Linked DNA regions of Sus scrofa: region 2 is linked to region 1. The links are chromatin contacts, called in public Hi-C maps. All regions are on one chromosome and are shown on one strand. The core of a region is the stretch at or near the end of the contact, and the rest is flanking DNA. Distances in the headings are between cores, read along the strand shown.

Evidence for each region. Hi-C and Micro-C count contacts between places; a contact is called where the count stands out from the background.
Region 2: a Hi-C map of retroperitoneal adipose tissue shows a contact between it and region 1, with 5 times the contacts expected there. The contact joins two enhancer-like sites. A contact is called at or near these places in 3 of 5 promoter capture datasets (fetal liver, fetal skeletal muscle and liver), 25 of 47 Hi-C or Micro-C datasets (adipocytes, adipose tissue, alveolar macrophages and 17 more) and 1 of 2 datasets of contacts at active chromatin or transcription factors (skeletal muscle).

The regions. Positions count from the first base shown.
Region 1 is chr18:46,074,613-46,079,943 of Sscrofa11.1, reverse strand. It overlaps SNX10 (sorting nexin-10), which reads left to right. Exons shown (of 7, transcript XM_021079049.1): 3 at 565-651; 4 at 4,057-4,157. Among named protein-coding and RNA genes, the nearest start is that of SNX10, 66 kb to the left of the region's middle. Within about 2 kb of position 2,588, at least 4 of the 83 cell types and tissues checked have an H3K27ac peak or open chromatin away from gene starts, as enhancers often do. A contact at or near this core is called in fetal liver and retroperitoneal adipose tissue, where this site is marked.
Region 2 is chr18:46,461,827-46,467,791 of Sscrofa11.1, reverse strand. No RefSeq gene overlaps it. Among named protein-coding and RNA genes, the nearest start is that of MIR148A, 50 kb to the right of the region's middle. Within about 2 kb of position 4,096, at least 15 of the 83 cell types and tissues checked have an H3K27ac peak or open chromatin away from gene starts, as enhancers often do. A contact at or near this core is called in fetal liver and retroperitoneal adipose tissue, where this site is marked.

The sequences.
Region 1 (5,331 bases), core at 1,339-3,838:
ACTAGAAAAGAGTGTCAAAGGTGCTCGTCTTTCTAGAGCCGAGTTCGTCTCAGGAGGCCGGGTGCACGTACAAGTCCTTTCAGCTCTCAGCGCTGCTTGTCACAGGACCTTTGCCAGTCTCGGTGGTTTGTGTTCTAGCCAGTGATTTATCAGGCAGGGCCTATAATTTTAACTCAGAGACGCGAAGAAAGGAAGAAGTGACTGCTTTTAAAACTTGGGGAAAATGTGAACCTATTTTTCATAATTAAAAATGAAAAACACAAAAAGTTAAAATCCGTTTGGGAGTCACCTTTCTCGTTATCTTCCCATCTCACCTATGAAACCATCCCGAAGGGCACCCCGTTCCCTTTTGCCTTGTTGTAAAAATTCCATTTGTGGCAACAGTGTTGGACTTCCTGTGGTGCTTGATTCATTAACTTTACTTCTTGTTTTTTTTTTTTTTTTTAAGAGTACAGCCGCGTTGGTTAAAGGTCTTTTCAGTTTTGGTCTTGCCAGCCATTTCTCTCAGCTTTTCCTAGCTCCGTTTGTGATCCTGAAACACATTTCTTTGTGATGCCCTTACAGGAATTTGTAAGTGTCTGGGTTCGAGACCCTAGGATTCAGAAGGAGGACTTCTGGCATTCTTATATTGACTATGAGATATGTATTCATGTAAGTATGCCATTAATAATTCATGGAAATCATTGTAATTCTTAGGTACGTTTGATGCGATACTATGATAGACATTTCTAAAATTTTTTTCTAATTCAAAGAACTGAATTTGAACGATCACACTGCTTGTCACTTAACTGAAGTAGTTCGATGGCTCTTAAGTTAAAAAAATGAACTTCTTTGAATTCCTTATTGTACCTTTGTTAATATTAATGCTTTAATGTTTATTGCCTTCGTGTATGAAGATGTGAATACATCTAAAATTCACAAAGAGTTTTTATAGCTCATTAATGGTCTGTCTTTATGATCTGTTATAGCATATTTCTGGAGACTATATTGCCTGATAAATCTTAGGTTTTGAGAGGAGGTAGAGTTCTTTGGAAGAGAGACGTGCAGTGTTTTATATGCCGAACAAGCAGTAGGAAGTGAATATGTGCAGTTATTTTGCCTTCGTCTAGGTTCTGAGTAATTACAATAAGTAAATAACTGCAAATGATTTACTCTATGTGGAAATAATGCTGTATCATAATCACTTGAACAGTGTCTGGTGGCATGTGGCCTCCTGAGATTATCTTGAATAAGGGTCCGCAGTCGTCTTCTGTAAAGGGCCAGCTGGTAAATACCTTCGGTTTTGTGGGCCATGTGGACTCTCTCCAAACAACTCAGTTATACTGTCGTCGAGTGAAAACAGCCATAAACAATACATAAATGGATGAGTATAACTGCGTCCCAGCATACATTTATTTGTAAAGACAAATGGCAGGTTTGGCCACAGGCTCTGTATGGTTTATTAGCCTTTGATCATGAAGGTTGTCCATTCTGACGTAGTCCGGACTTACTCATGAGAGCCCAGAAATGGGCTCAGATTTTACCTGTTCTCATGTAGCACAAGTGAGAGGCCCTTTAACCATCCTTTAGTCTTCCCACTGTTAATGGCTAAATTAGTATATTGGCCACCCAGATACCAGCCACAGAACTTCCCTTTTCTCCTTTCTTCCCTCTTTTCTTTCAAAGTTCCCCAGTTTAGCAAATAGAGTGAAAACTCAGAACTGCTTTGTTGATGATTGTGTCGAAGGCCATTGCCAGGGTACACCTTGTGTTTTGATCTGGCTTTGCTCGTAAGGTCACACCAGATATGCATGTTCTGTGTGGACAGTAATGTGAGTGTATAAGACTAAGCATGTGAAGATAAAATTCATTAACTGCCCTTTACTCCCTCTAAAAAATGTGTGGCTCCTTATGACACACTTTGTAATAGGCATGAAATTTAATTGTCCTCGGGGAGTTAATGAAAGTATAGATCCTTCTCTTCTACATAAATAACACGGTGTGAATTCAGAAATGTCCACTGAGAGCCAGAAATGATGGGTTCCACAAAGAGTATTTGCTGGTACTCTGGCGTTTCTTTGGAGTGCTAATAAATTGACAGTAAATAAATGTTCTTGGCTTGGTAGATGGTTGAAAGAAGCAATTAGATTTAGAGGAACTTAGTAAATTAGTGATCTCATCCTAAAGAGCCTTCCACCTGTTGTCCTATGGTGAGGAATGCGTGGGGAGGCTGGAGAGTTCTAGACGGCCTCATGGAGATGCTGTACCCATAGGGCTTTGCAGGTGGAGAAGCTGGTGCTGAACCCGGCTAAATTAGTCTCGAGGGATGTGATACCAGGCGACTCTGAAGGCTTAGCGTTTACTGGGAATTTTAAACCAGCGAGCGGTAGGGGTGGGTCGTCCTTCGAATACACTCCCCTGAGCTTGTCCCGCGCACGGCGGACTTGGTGCAGGTCTTCGTCCCGTGCAGTCATTGACGTCCGTGGTGACTCTGGGCGGAGACGTGGAAGGACGTTGGGCTGGAGCCTCTCTGTGCCTGAGATGCGGGAGTCCCTGCAGCGGCCTGCTCCTCTCTGGGGAGAGAGCACTCAGAGGACACCCGCCTGGGCCTCGTTAGGACAGGAATTCTGGTATAAACGGCCTGTGTCTGAGTCCCCAAGGGGCACATTAGAAGGAGGCCCTGGTGTGCCTGGAAATCCACACACACACTGTTTTTGTGCCACCAGCGCCAGCCGGGCATGTTTTGCAGCCGTATCATCCGTGATGGGATTTAGGCCAATAACTGCTTTGGGGGCAAGTCTCTTAACCTCCCTGCATCCTGAGGTTTTGTCGAATTTTGGAAAGTTCAGGAATGTGAGGAACCGTGCGGTGCACGTCACAGGAGTGGTTATAGGAACGGATGCGCGTCAGCACTGACCCTTCCCACGGCAGACGGCTGCCGGCGGCCTAATGAAGTAGTGGAATAGTAACAGTTTTTGAAATAATATAAATCTTGGGGGCAAAAAAAAAAAAAATGCTCATTTGTCAGCATGAAGATTTAGAAATAGGATTTTGATATAAATAGGCGAAATAGAGATCTTCTTAGGCGAAACCAGTAGACGAACACGCCTCATGTCACACAAAGCCATCCCCACGCGTCCCCCCGAACCCTGGACCCCCTGCGCCGCAAGAGACCAGCCTCTCCCTCTCATGTTACACGAAGGAGAAATACACGTATTTACCAGCCTCGTGTTCATGCAAAGGAGCAGCGTCGCTGTGTTGCTTCAGGTGGGGATTCAGGGTGGCTTTTTCCAAGTCTGCCCTGAGGGAGCGGGAAGGACACCCACGCCTAGTAGCTGATAATAATATTAAGAGAGAACGTGTGCCACACCCTTGTTATCAAACCTGACAGCCACCCTGTGGAATGGGGGTGCTGCTGTTTCATCGCCCTCTGTCACTCCGGGAGCTGGAGTTCAGGCGACTTGCCTCGGCGGAGCCGGAGCTTGGGGGGTCCCAAGAAATGGGCCGTGCGCCACACGCCTCTTTTTCCACCCTCGCGTGTCTCGCCGAGAAGGGAGAGGCTGGTCTCTTGTTGCACGGGGAGTTCGGGGTTCGGGGTGATGTGTGCGATCGGTGGTGATGGCCACACCAAGGACTCGACGGCGTCTGTGATGTCACGTTAGGGGCCACGCGCATCGCATCTCTGACGCCTAAAGGCTTCTCTACGGAGGGACGGGTAGGGTCGAGATGCAGCGGATGATGATCCCCAGCTCTTTTGATCATTTTCAAGATTTGTCTTATGACTTGTCTCTGACGGGAGGGCTGAGCAGTGAGCAGGAAGCTACTTCAGGACTCAGGGAGGGGCGGGGTCTGCCTTCTCCAGGGTCAGCACTGCTCACTCGTGTCACCCCAGCTGTCTTCAGGGTGCTGTGTGGGTGCGTTATGTGCAGGATTTGAGTCTGGCGTAAGTGCACATGTGTTTTTGGTTTTTAAAATCCTACTTTAGGCAAATATTGGGGCATATACTGGGTTACGGATATAAGAAAAGCATTCCCCCCCCCCAAGTGAGGCTTATATTTCTTTGTTTTCTTTAAACAGACCAATAGCATGTGTTTTACAATGAAGACGTCTTGTGTGAGAAGAAGATATAGAGAATTTGTGTGGCTGAGGCAGAGGCTCCAGAGTAATGCATTGCTGGTGTAAGTGATTGAAAGAGCATATCGAAGAGTCTTTTCTTTTTTTAATGATTTTTATTTTTTTCCATTATAGCTGATTTACAGTGTTCTGTCAATTTTCTACTGTACAGCAAGGTGACCCAGTCACACATACACATACATTCTTTTTTCTCACATGATCATGCTCTGTCATAAGTGACCAGATATAGTTCCCAGTGCTATACAGCAGGATCTCATTGCTTATCCATTCCAGAGGCAATAGTTTGCATCTATGAACCCCAAACTCCCAGTCCATCCCACTCCCTCTCCCTCTCCCTTTGCAACCTGCTCTCCAAGTCCGTGATTTTCTTTTCTGTGGAAAGGTTCATTTGTGCCATATGTTAGATTCCAGATATAAGTGATAACATAGGGTATTTGTCTTTCTCTTTGTGACTTACTTCACTTATATTGAGGAGTCTTTTTTTTTTTTTTTCTTCTTTCTTTTCTAGGGCCTCACCCACAGCATATGGAGGTTCCCAGGCTAGGGGGTCTAATCGGAGCTGTGGCCACTGGCCTACGCCAGAGCCACAGCAATGCAGGATCTGAGCCACGTATGCGGCCTATACCACAGCTCATGGCAATGCTGGGCCAGGGATCAAACCTGCAACCTCATGGTTCCTAGTCAGATTCATTAACCACTGAGGCATGACGGGAACTCCAAGGAGTCTTGATTATTATAGTCAGTATTTAAAAAAAGATTTTCTGTATAGTATGGGGAACTATGTTCAGTATTTATAATAACCTAAAATAGAAAAGAATCTGAAAAATACCTGAAACTAACACAATTTTGTAAATCAACTACCATTAAAAAATTGAAATGTATTAAGATATCTAAATATGAAGGATTTTAAAGGCTTTCTTCTTTTATTTATTAATTTATTTTTGCTTTTTAGGGCCGCACCCATGGTATATACCATGGTATAGGTTCCTAGGCTGGGGGTCAAATCGGAGCTACAGCTGTCAGCCTGTAGTACCACAGCCGCAGCAACACTGGATCCCCAGCCCACTGAGCAAGGCGGGGATGGAACCCGAATCCTCATGGATACTAGTCAGATGCGTTTCTGCTGCGCCACAATGGGAACTCCTGTAGGCTTTCTCCTTGATTACATCATAGGAGAATGTACGATGGTTTGGTTAGGTTTTTGGCTACTGAATCTGA
Region 2 (5,965 bases), core at 2,847-5,346, 390 kb before region 1:
CCTGGCGACGGTTCAACAAAACCAGGAGGGAGGGTTGGAGACAACAAACTGTCATTTGCCTGAAAGTCTGTTGTCTGCATCCGCTGATTCCCCTGCAGGGGCTATCAGGCTGCTCACATCCCTGTCCTCACCCCTCCAGATCCACCCGGGTCTTGATCTAGCACAGTGCACTGGGGCCCTCCCAAGGCTTGGCCCTCTTCCCTCCTTAGCCCTTGCGAGACAGAGTGATGTGCCGGCCCGTGCAGGTGCCTGCTCTTATGGTGCTCCTGACCCTCTTCCCTGCCCTCCTTGGCTAATTTCTGTCTCCCAAGGTCATGTCCTCTAGGGAAGCATCCTCTGATTCCTTCATCCTTCAAGGCTCTGTCTGCATGCTCCCTCTGTACCCCAGCATCCGTCCCACAGCTTGGGAATAGTGGGTCTTGCCAGCATGTCTCCCTCCAGGGCCTAGAGCTCCCAAAGTGCAGGGACCCCACTATGCCTCAGTCAAGTGCAGTACCTGGCACCCAGAGCCCCACATTAAATATCTGGAAACTGAATTACCCTGATTTTTACCATCATGAGGGGGAGGGTGGAAGGAGAAAAGGCCCTTCATTTTTCATCACATTTCATGATTTTGGCTGCAGCATTTAGAGTTAAGCCAGATTCATCCATAGATACCTAATAATCTCAAATTCTTAGCAGTTACTTTGCACCGCTTTCACTTGTTAAATAGGCGTCATTTAACTGGTTTCCCTTTCCTGGGACTATGAATATTCTTATTGAAATCAATTTCAACAACACTTTTTAATGACAAAATACTGTCTTCTGCAATATTTAAATTTTGTCCACAACTTTCATTCTCATTTCATAGACGAGCTCTGCATGTCTTTTATTTAAATGAATGTCTCAAGAAAAACATAAAGAATGACTCAATTATTACAGGTTATAATTAATCTCTGAAATTAAAAACTGTCCTCTGTCCAACTGATTTACAAAGACCCTCTTAATGGGCAAAAGAAACTGCTTAATAATCTGCCTTCTGACAAATTTTTTAAACAGCCAATAATTTTTTGGAGGTGAAAGCTGTTTTTCAAGATAATACATGCCTTCAGTTTTTAAATCTTATACCAACCATAATGTATTAATAATTCTGACACTGTGGTGGTAACTCATTTGAAAAAGGACTGGAAGAAAGGATTTTCCCAGCCTCCTGCATTCCCCCACTCCCCTTCCAAGTAAGCCTGGCCCCCAAAGTACCAAACTCATAAATAAATCAAGTATCATGCTAATAACAAAAGCCGGGGCAATTAAAGGCTTTGGCAACTCCATAGGAGAGACACCAGGGGGCACTACAGGACCATGTTTTGTAATTTCTGGCGCCATTTTACCCTTGGACTTGGGAAAATAATTTCTTGAAAAAAACGTTAACCTTCTGAGCCCCGGACATGGTTTTATTTATTGCTTTTAATATGCCATCGCCACTCATCTTAACCAACCGGGTTGGGAAGGTTATTTTAAAGGACAGTGCCATAAAAAGAGAGACACAGGCTTCTTAGCTTTTCCTTCCTGAATCTTGCGGGGGTGGGTGTGTGTGTGTGGGTGTGTGTGTGTACATTTTATTGTTAGCAAAACTGTCAGGGAATCCAAAGCCACAACATAGGAGATTTCTACCCAAAATGATGTTTCAGGCAAAAGGACTGTTTTCATTGTTATTACCTGTGTAACTGTCTTCATTCATCTATTAATTTGAACTCAGCAAATACTTATTAAGCCCTTAATGTGCCCGCCCTGGACATGCCAAGAGACTTGAGTCACACTCCCCCCGCCCCCCACCCCCCAGGGCCTTGTCCAGGGTGAAAAGGCAGTTCTTTTCCTTCCTGGGAGCCAAAATCCCTAAGTGAAAGGTGATGTTTTTATTTCGATCATTGCTCTTTAGACTGCTCTCCAGAAATTCTCTTTTTTTTTTCCAAAGAAAATAAATGTGACAGTCTCAGAGTGAGCACGAGGCTTAAAATTCTCATGCAGGAACCACATGCTAAGTGAATTTTTATTAATCAAATAAAATAGGCGCTTGTGGGTTATTGTTTTTATTGTCCTTTCAAAGTCAGAGGTCATTTAGAATGAATTAGGTTGACATTTAGCCAGAGAAAGAAAACCGTGCCACTGCTCTCAGTAGCAAATGGGGCCTGCCTGCCTTCTGGACTCAGCTGGGCCCTGCCTGGCCGTTTGGGCACCGGGGGTTGGTCCAAAGAAGATGCAGGAAATCAGCCTGTTTCCTCCTCCTCCCACTCCATCTAGTCCTAATGGTTTGGAAAATCAAGATGGGACTGTACTGGGACATTTTATAACCATTTAAGCCTCACAATGCCCCCACCAGTTGTCCCCATACCACGCTGCGCAAACTGAAGCTAAAAGAGATTAATTCTTTGCCCAAGGTCACACAGCCAGTATCCAAACCCTAGTCCATTCACCTGCAAAGACTCCTGGGCACAGAGCTGGACTACCTATCCCAGCCTCCCTTGCAGGAAGGCGGCCTCGTACGGGCCCTCCAGCCAGTGGAATGTAAGGAGAAGTGAGGTACCCCCCTTCCAGGCCTGCCCATCACACAATCCTTGACTCCCCCTCTCTCCCTGTCTCAGTCCAACAAATAACTTCGAGCCCCTTGGGCATGGGGGAGCCACAGAGCGAAAGAGCCTTGTATCCCTGAGTCAGGGCGTGGAAAGTGTCCGCCAGCCACTGACTTTAAATGGTTCCAAGATGTCACTTGGGCTGTGTTAAGCCACTGTGGTTTGGGGTCGTGTGTTAGTTACTGATCCATACATAGTAACAGACAAGAAAAGATGAGAGCGTCCACGAAGGCGTCCATTCTCCCACCCACCCAGGAGCCGGGGGGACTTGCCCTAATTCTCTGATCATGAACTTGTCACAAACTTCCTGAGCATCCGTAACACAAGAGCAAAGGATCGCTAAGGTCTTTCCCTGACCTGAGGAGGTCCTGCATTTCGGTGGGGCCCCTCCCTCACCCCGGCCCCCCACCAGGCAGCCTTAGATGCAGAAGCAAAGTTGCCTGGACAAGGAAGGGCTTGGTCCAAACACTTACCCACCCAGGTTTCCTTTTCACATGACACCTTTCTTGCCTCTGCTGGGCACCCCTCTCCACTGTGCCAGCAGCGTGAGGTGGAGATGTACCATCAAGGCGGCAAGTGTCTTTGAATAGCTCACCCCCTGACATGTCATAAACTCCCCTGTCCCACTCTGCTTCCTCCATGGTCTTCGTGGGAATCCAGTCATCTTCCACTAAGAACAGGGCTGACTGTAGACCAAGACTTGAAAATGATTGAGCATCAGAACAAACAGAAGGGGAGTTCCCATCATGGTTCAGAAGTTAGTGAACCCAACTGGCATCCATGAGGACACGAGTTCGATCCCTGGCCTCGCTCTGTGGGTTGGGGATCAAGCGTTGACATGAGCTGTGGTGGAGGTCGCAGATGTGGCTTGGATCTGCTGTGGCTGTGGCTGTGGCATAGCTCTGATTGGACCCCTGGCTTGAGAACCTCCATATGCCATGAGTGCAGCCCTAAAAAAACAAAAACAAAACAAAAAAAAAACACCAAAACCCCAGAAAGATTGGAGTTCCCTTCGTGGTGCAGCAAAACAAATCTGACTAGGAACCATGAGGTTGCGGGTTCGATCCCTGGCCTCACTTAGTGGGTTAAGGATCCAGCGTTGCCATGAGCTGCAGTGTAGGCTGGCAGCTACAGCTCCCACCATTAGACCCTTAGCCTGGGAACCTCCACATGCCAGAGGTGTAGCCCTAGAAATGAAGACAAAACGACCAAAAAAAAAAAAAAAAAAAGGACAGAACTGTGCTCGCTGAAAGCACTGATTCTTCTAACAACGACACGTTCACATCTATGAAACACTATAGTTAAGATATTAAGGATATCTTCAGTGGTTCCCATGATACCATTTTCTGGCAATGACGTGTGCAAAATGAAGAACACGTTAATAAAGAGAAAAGCAGAACTGAGAATTGTAATCGCACAGCCAAATCAGGAAAAGAGAGTGGTGTTGCAACATCCGTGATTCTGGCGGGGTCCCTCGCCCTCTTCTGGCCTGCCTCGGCACTTCACAGACCAAGCGTGAACACTCACAAATCACTCCTGCCGCTGCCCACCTGCTTATGAGCTCTGCGCCTGAGCTCTGGCCCTGGCCCCCGGTAACTCCCTGAGGGCAAGAAGCTTGGTATCGCCAGCACTGTGGCTCACAGTGCCCGTGGCAGGGTGTGTTGAATTGCCTACCACTGAAGTTTCTAGAAAAACCAGTGAGGGTTGAAACCTGGGTGTTTGAGAGTTGTGACCAATTGGTGGCACAGATGAAACACCCAGGACTCATGCTGGCAGCACTTGGCTGTCTGGATGTGTCAGAAAAGAAAGGAGGCCGGGGAGGGAAAGTTGTCAGGAGAAGCAGGGACACTGTAGATGTTCTGAGTATTAAAATATTAAATATTAATGTAAATCTGATTAACAAGTATGCTGGACACTGTTTGGGGCTTGGCCACTGATTTTCCTCTTTCACCTCTTTGTCTGGAAGAGATTCCTCCCTCTCTGATCTCAGGACAAAGTGGGGTGGGTTGTGGGGGTGGGGGGCCTGACCCAGGCTCGGCCATTCAGAATCCCCCCTCCTCCAGCCAAGTCTTTGGCCAGATACAATCCATTGCTGGGGATTTCCTGTTGAACCACGCCTGTCTGCTTCTACCCTTCCACGCGACTTCTCTGTCCCTGTAAACCAAAGAATCCTGACGACTCCAGCCATTGACGGGACCCATGATGTGTACTGTTCTAATGCACAAGTACCTGACTCAACCCAAATTACAAATTACCGTAATTACCAAGGGTAAAATCCAAGGTTAATGATGAAACAAATGAATGCATACTTAAAATACATAAATGTGTTCTATAACTACTGGAAGATGAAATAAGGTTAATTAAAGTAATTTTCAAAGTATTAACAGAATCATAGTTCCAGCAAGTGCAGGAACGTTATCAGCACATTCGAATCATTAAAGGATTTAAACAATTTATAGAGCCATGGAAAGAGCACTCCTCTTTGCGAAGGTCAAAAAATGAATGGACTTCTAAGCTTTCTTTTGCTGTGTGTGAGCCTACTTTGGTTTTTACATACTGTGGCATCATTACATATAAGATGTAAACTCTTTGCAGATTTCTATTTATGAAAGATGTTATCTTGCTTTACAGGAAAAATAATTGATTCAGTTTAACCATTCACAAATGGGCAGTTATTCACAGGTACTTAAACAGGAAGATCTATGCAAGCATGGTCATTTGTCATTTTTAGTGCTTATTTGATGCCTATAAGCATAGAATTGAGTACAAGATGGCGATGAGTTTCTGTAGGGCTTCTGCTACTTTGATTGATAATGAGAAGATAGAGCCACCATTTTTAATTTTTAAAATGCAAGATTATTCTGGAGTAAATTAACCTAATCACACAGAGCAAGTAAATTAATGTCAGTTCCTTACCTAATAGCAAAAATAATATTAACCTAAAGAATCTAAATCCTCTTCTGACACATATTCAATTTTTATAATGTTGCGCTGACAGGTGGTTTTTTTTTTTTTTTTTTTCCGGATTATATGTGGTGGTTTTCAGCATTAGCTGCTCCGCTAATTAGAAATGTTGGGAATAAGAGCACAATCGTGCCTGTGGTGTTGAAGGAGTGGCTTCCAGGATTGATCCAGCTATATTACAGTTCAGACACCACTTCACTAAAGCCCCATTGGAGATTGTGCGTGGTCAGCCTGCCATAAATTCATCCAGGGAGAACGTCTCAGGGCTTTCACTCTTGCAGCATTAGCGGATTTTTTCCAAAGCAGCCCTTCTGCTCTCATTTGGAGAATTCAGGTTCTCAGGCCCTCGGCTGCCCCACCCCCACCCCTCCCCTCTGCCCCCCCACTGTCTGCGC